2 separate regions of the Mus musculus genome follow, and region 1 is linked to region 2. The links are chromatin contacts, called in public ChIA-PET maps. All regions are on one chromosome and are shown on one strand. Each heading gives the region's core, a stretch centred on a gene start, on an enhancer-like site or on the middle of the called end of the contact. The rest is flanking DNA. Distances are from core to core; before and after follow the strand shown. Region 1 overlaps Glmn (glomulin, FKBP associated protein). Region 2 holds the start of Ephx4 (epoxide hydrolase 4).

What was found. ChIA-PET counts read pairs in DNA pulled down with a chosen protein or histone mark.
Region 1: a contact with region 2 is called in an RNA polymerase II ChIA-PET map of memory CD8 T cells, with 11 read pairs. The contact joins the enhancer-like site here to the promoter of Ephx4 in region 2. A contact is called at or near these places in 3 of 39 promoter capture datasets (HPC-7-derived erythroid cells, hematopoietic stem and progenitor cells and hippocampal neurons), 2 of 115 datasets of contacts at active chromatin or transcription factors (effector CD8 T cells and memory CD8 T cells) and 2 of 9 other capture datasets (adipose tissue and liver).

What each region holds. Positions count from the first base shown.
Region 1 is chr5:107,552,552-107,556,176 of GRCm38.p6, forward strand. The region is part of intron 16 of Glmn (glomulin, FKBP associated protein); the gene reads right to left. Among named protein-coding and RNA genes, the nearest start is that of 1700028K03Rik, 20 kb to the left of the region's middle. Within about 2 kb of position 1,695, at least 6 of the 459 cell types and tissues checked have an H3K27ac peak or open chromatin away from gene starts, as enhancers often do. A contact at or near this core is called in memory CD8 T cells, where this site is marked.
Region 2 is chr5:107,401,629-107,404,772 of GRCm38.p6, forward strand. Ephx4 (epoxide hydrolase 4) reads left to right here and starts at 1,885. Exons shown (of 7, transcript NM_001001804.2): 1 at 1,885-2,147. The coding sequence starts at 1,923. All of the region lies in intron 3 of Gm17202 (a long non-coding RNA gene), which reads right to left.

The sequences.
Region 1 (3,625 bases), core at 445-2,944, 150 kb after region 2:
CTATACTTAGCTTTATCAAAAGGAAATACCTTCCCATATTTATTCAAAAGAAAGTATTAGTTATGATTGAAGTCCTCTTTACTCAAGAGGTAGCAATTAATTCATAACCAGGTGATTAACACTTTTTATATCTATGTCACTTAATATAAAGTACGTGTGTGTATGATGTTGGCAAGTTCCCGGCCAGCCAGAGGCACACAGTGAGACCCACTCTTGAAAACAAAACTCAGAGTAAGTACTGAGTTGTAATTGCTGGCTCTCACTGGGCTGCCCTAGAAGAGGAGCGGGAATGGGGTGGGAGTCTGGATGCTAGTTTCCCCTTTGCTCTAAGTGCCCTCCAGAACTGAGCAAAGCCCTCCTGAGGGCACATAGCTTCCCACAGATGAAAAATCCTTATAGTCAAGGCAAGACAACTCTAAATAGAACTCACAAACTGGCCTGTTTTTTATTTTCCCTATTCAACCTGTACAAGGGTTTTATAATCCCAGAATTTGTGATAATTGTTGGCTACATAGCAAGTTCCAGGCCAGCATGGACAAGAGGCCAGCAGAAAGGCTCAGTGAGTTAAGGCCTTCACTGCCAACTCTAACAATCTGAGTTTGATCCTAGGAGACACATGATAGGAGGAGAGACCCAATCCTGACAGTTGTCCTCTGACCTCCATTGGTGGACACACATGGACACACACACACACACTAATGATGATGATAGTAGTAATAATGCATGAGCTTACAACAACAAAGGTCTAACTGTATACACACTGCAGTTTCCTTTTCTTTGCTGACCTCACCTCTGAAGGGCTGTAATTATAAGCAGGAGCCATGGCATCCAGCAAGGGGCAATAATTTATTTTAATTTGTTGTCCATAACATCAAAACATTGAGTAGTAAAAACACCCTTCAAAATTAGACTAAAGAAATTTTCTTTCCCATGCTGTTCAGCATAATCCCAGTCTTTTCTATAATGAACTGTACTGTTTCTAGAAGCATGTAGGAGTAAAGATGCTATGGAGGAAGAAAAATTCTTTGTCTTACATGAAAGTTACCGGGTCTCTCTAAAGCACAAAAGAATTAAGTTTAAGACTTCTTTCATCTCTAATGCTAAAAAAGTAAAAAGATTTTTACAATGTTTATAAGGACTTGATCTTTGAAATCCTTGCAACTGTCTGCCTTTCATCTCAAACCTGTCACTGACTCAACAATTCTGACAATATTTGAGTTCTGTCTTAACTACACACTAAAAATTCACTGCAGCCTACCCAACCCCACTAGACATTTCTACATCACGGTGAAATAGGTTCTGGGACAGGTAGGAACCCTGCAAAGACAGTCAACCATAGTAAATGGAAAAGGGCATAGCCGTGTCCCCCTCTTGGCTCTTTCTTCTAATGTGCCTCATTTATTAAGTGGTAGCACCAAACTTTTACCACTTCATTCAAAAGAACTTTGGCGACCATTAGCCCGTGTGGCTCTGCAGACTCTGTGTGCATGTGTGTTCGCATTTCACTTTTGAGTTGTGGTGCCAAGGATTGAATCCATGGCCACAGGACAATTATTCTGCCACTGAGCACGTTTTAATTTTGAATAAACAGGCATTAGGAAGGGTTTGAGTGAAGAGGACAAAGGTAAATGGCACACCTGGGCTCTATTTTAGAACAACCTTGTAATCCAAAACAATAACCACCTACAGAATCCCAACAGCAGAGAATGTGACTTCTACAGACTAGAGATGAGAAACAGTCTGAAACTGACAGGAAATGGAAATGTAGGAGAAAGTGCTGAAAACATGCAGGGAGCTGGGATGGGGACAGTAAGCCAGGAGGACTCTGGAAAGGAAACTCAAGCTGGTCAGAGGGCTTCTTACTTATTATGAGTCCACTTACTGTCTTCATGTTGGAATGGCTTTCTCTCCCTGGGCGCCTTTCTGACTTTTAACTTTCATCTTAGCACACCTAAATGGGCACAAACAGGAACTGGGAGGGGCTCCTCCGAGGGAAATGCCCGAACACCACAGTGTCACTTTGTGACTTGTAAACCAAGCCAGAAGCCATCGTGTTTGTTTGTGTTCAGGGTTCTGCTTCACACTTCAGGCTGGCCAGGAACTTGTGACCCTTCCTCAGCTCTGTAAGTGCCACCATACAGGGCAATCCCTCCTGGATGGAGGCGGTTGATTATTTGTTAACCATGGTGGCTAAGTTTGCCTTTCCTTGTTGGAACTGTTCTTAGGAGGGATGTTCCCATTACAGACAGGCTGTTAAGCTTCATTACAGGAAGAGGGCGTCTGTTAATCATCTCCCTAGTATGGTAGTTCTTATGGTGGCATACAGCAACAAACAAACAAAAACCAGGATTTGGTTCCTATGGGGAATAAACCATTAAATATGGCAGCCTTATAAATGAGGAGTGTTCTTCATTATAGAATGTCCTCACCGAAGTACATTAAGGCCCTATGGAGTCAAAACAGGCATTGCCTACCTTCTCCAGACCCTCTGACCCTGTATTAGGTGTACATTACAGCAACTACATCAATCATTGCTAATCAGTGAGACTGCTTTGTGTCAAGCAAATTGCATCAACTCCTCTGTGTGATCAGCCTTCCTGATTACTGCAAGGTTATGCTCCTTCCTCCCCTAAGAATGCCTGCCAGAGACCCAGGGACCAGGGCCGCTCAATAGACACTGTATCTCTTCTGTTTGTTCCTTTACGAATCAGAGTTAGTTTAATTCCAAAATTTCTATTACTTCCTAGACCTCTGCCCTTGCACGAATTTTTGATCCTTCCTGTAAGAGAAGGGTTAATGAGAAGGGAACAAAGAGTACTTTTCTCTCAGCACTGTGAAGACTGGTCCGAAGCACCTGGCAGGACAGCAGCCACGGCCATCAGGGATGGGTGCACCAGTGAGAAAGACTTCAGTGATGATTGTACTTGATAAAAAAATCTATACATCTGTGCTTGAAAACCCAAGCCAAACCAAACTGCTGCAAAATTTTTCCCCAATTAATTTAAATATTAATACAACAAGAAGCCTATGATTGGACAAGGGAGGTGGAGTTTCAGGGACAGGGTCAAGAAGGGAGGAGAGATGAAGAAGAAAGATAGAGGGAGAAAAAGATGATCCAGATTCCGTGTGGCTTTAAATAGCAACAAGTAGCTATGAATATCATAAAAGGATAGAATGATTGGGATAACTTATTAAATCTGGTGGGCAGCTTGTATCATTATCAGTTGGCTTTAAAATTATTGTGTGCGCATCTTGTGAATTGAGAATTTATTGATATATAAAACTGACTGAAATGATAAATGATAAATGACTGAAATGATAAATGATAAATGATAAAGTTTTGAGTTACTGGGTTAAGGGGATTTGTGACAGCTAGCCGAAGAGGATGTGTGGCTGGAAAGGTACGAGCAGCTCAGAGGCAGGTGAACCAGAGCTGAGAAGACCACAGCCTGGGGCTAGCTATGAAGGCAGTGAGCAGAGACTGCCGGGGCAGAGGATAGCTGGGTATGTCACGGGATGGTGCACTTTTAAAAATATTTCCTGCAACACCAAGCCAAACCAAAACTTATGACTACACACTGAAAATCTGTGTACATCATTTATGTAATTTTACTTCACAGAAAAA
Region 2 (3,144 bases), core at 635-3,134:
CCTGTCAGCAAAAGCTTGCTGGCATATGCAATAGTATCTGGGTTTGGTGGATGTTGATGGGATGGATCCCCAGGTGGGACAGTCTCTGGATGGTTCTTCCTTCCATCTCAGCTCCAAACTTTGTCTCTGTAACTCCTTCCATGGGTATTTTGTTCCCCATTCTAAGGAGGAACGAAGTATCTACACTTTGGTCTTCCTTCTTCTTGATTTTCTTGTGTTTTGCAAATTATATCTTGGGTAGTCTAAGTTTCTGGGCTAATATGCACTTATCAGTGAGTGCATATCATGTGTATTCTTTCGTGATTGGGTTACCTCACTCAGGATGATATCCTCCAGATCCATCCATTTGCATAAGAATTTCATAAATTTATTATTTTTAATAGCTGAGTAGTATTGCTATACACATACATATGTATGTATAAGTATACACAAATATATAAATAAAGCCTGTAAAAGCAACCCCCCCCCACAAAAAAAACAACCCAAAGAACAAAAGCATTTGTGGATATAGCCCAGAGCTAGTGAATGCAGGCCCACCACCCCTGCTTCCATGGGGGTGGGGCAGGGATCAACACCAAGCAGAAGATTTGTATAGACACTTTGTCGAGAAAAGTATAGCTGAGTGACATGTGATCACACAGAAGATGCCTGGTACTATTCGCCATTAGGAAATAAATGTAGGCTTTATTCTTTTTATTCATTATTTAACAGTAATTAACAGTAATAACGCGGTAGCCTTTGTGGCATATTCAGACATATGTGTCATTAAACTTTGTTCTAAAACATTCACTTCCCCAGCTGCCCTCCCCCATGCTCTGCCCTCAGGCAGCTCCTTCCTTCCGGAAGATAGTGCCTCTTATTGAGAATCAAGGGTTCACTCTGCACCTCTGGAACAAATGAAATTAAGAGTTCAGTACACAGTGCTTTAAAGAATGGGACCCAGGCTCTAAGCAACACCTCTAGCACCGAGCAGTCATTCTGGAAGCCAGTTTGATTCTGTCGCAGAAAGCCAAAGGTACACTTACCCACCTTATCCCACTGTCTCATTTCTAGGTGAAATAGGAAAAAAAAAACGTTCACACAGAAACATTTTATGTAGATACACTTATAACAGCCCTAAGCTATTCAGATGGAAGGAATGAGTAGAGATGGCTCACCAGTTAAGAGTACTGGCTGCTTTTTCAGAGGACCTGAGTTCAGTTCCGGAGGTGAGGGGTGCACAGTCACCTGTAACTGCATCTCTAGAAGGACGGACGGACGGACGGACGGACACACACACACACACACACACACACAAGGGAGGTCAGGGAAGAGAAGGGAAACAGGAACGTAAAGGAAGACTAAGAAGAATGAATGTTTCTTAACGGGGCGGGGTGGGGGTAGGGCTGATAAACTATTGTAGAGTTACACCAATGGGGGCGGGAGGAGGGAGGGGGAGGGGAACATTAAGAAGAGAGGGAGGAGGGAGGAGTCCTTGCTAAGGGTAGGGACAAGCTAATTGATTGCTTGTGCCTTGGTGTAAAGTGCCTTTTTGCTTTTTCTGGCTGGGGTGTTTGGTAACTTTGAACTCAGTTAAGAAACAGTTAATATCTGTAAGAGATTGTGTTAGGGATGCCCACCTGAAGAAATAATTACCACAGTTCAGTACAAAAGTCCCTCCCGCCCTCCGCGATTCTCACATCCGGGAAAAGGTCTGCGGCTTCTGGGACCGGGGCGCTGGGACCTGTTCAGAGCCCGGAGCTTCGACAGGACCTGGGGATGGCGTTCGGCGTCGCCTTCATGTCGCTCGGCTCTAGCGACGTGGCACGGGAGGACAGCCCGGGCCTCGCCCTGCGCGGTCCCCGAGGCCCGGGCGCGCGGCGTGTGCGGGGCGAGCGGGCGGGCGCGGGAGGGACGCCGCAGCTCGGCTCCCGCAGGCGCCCATGGCCCCGCCGCGCCCGCCCCGCCTGCTGCCCGCGCTGCGCGCCCTGCTCTACTGGTCCCTGGTGTACGGCTACTGCGGGCTGTGCGCCTCCGTCCACCTGCTCAAACTTTTGTGGAGCATCGGTAGGGCGCCGGCGCAGACCTTCCGCCGGGCGGCCCGGGCCAACCCTCCGGCGTGCCTGAACGACCCCTCCTTAGGGACTCACTGCTACGTGCGCATCAAGGTGAAGGCCGACGCGGGCCTGGAGACAGGGGAGGGAGAGGGACGCGGGTGGGGAGCCCTGGAAGCCGCGGTGCCTAGGGCGCCGGGCCGATTGTTCCTAGATGCGTCCCGATGGCTGCGGGCACCCGGAGGACCCCAGGGGGAGGCAGGAGGGACCTGGCCAGGGGCTGTTCCGCGGGTCAGTATCATGGCTTTCCACTCTCTCCTTAACCTATGTGTGTGTGTGGAGGGGGGGAGGTGCGTGTTTCAGAACGTGAAATTTCTCTAACTGGATCCTCCTCCTGCTGAAGCAACTCAGAATAATTCTGCTCCCTCTCCTACTGCAAGGAGAAGCTATCTCCTGTTACCTTTTTTGCCTTTTAGGGCTCAGATCAGTTGCAGGATAATGCTCCTGGCGGTGCCCTGCTGTCCAGATTTTGAGATGGAGGGAGTGGACAGTTCTTTGGAAAGTCATTTCTAATCTCAGATGACCTAGGCAGCACTAAAGGATAAGAAATGGTTTGTGTTTGTGAGGAAGGAAGTAGGTGCAAAAAGTCAAAAATAGGAGAGAATGGAATACAAAGTAGGTACCCACTTCTTAATAAAGCTCCATTCTCTGTGCTTAAATAAAAGTGTCAACCGTGCCAACAGATTTTCATTGTCCGTCCTCGTCCAAGCTTCTGTCACAGCCCACAGACGGTCTATTTCCTGATGCCAGGTGGTGGAGTGATACAGTCTCTGTGATACGACCTACAGTCTGACTCACAAGCCTTTCAAAGGCAACATACAAGGAGATATTTGTGTTACTGAGTCCTGCCTGACGTTTAATCAGCAGCTAAACTCCCCAGCAACTGGGATTCAGAAAGGCAAAAGGAGCCTGAAACTGATGTGAGAATTAAGTATGTTCATGTTTCGAGAAGAAGGAGAGGAGGAGGAGGAGGAGGAGGAGGAAGAGAACCACAAAGAAAAAGAGAAGAAAACATAGGCCAACGGACCTATAACTTAGTATAATTTATAAT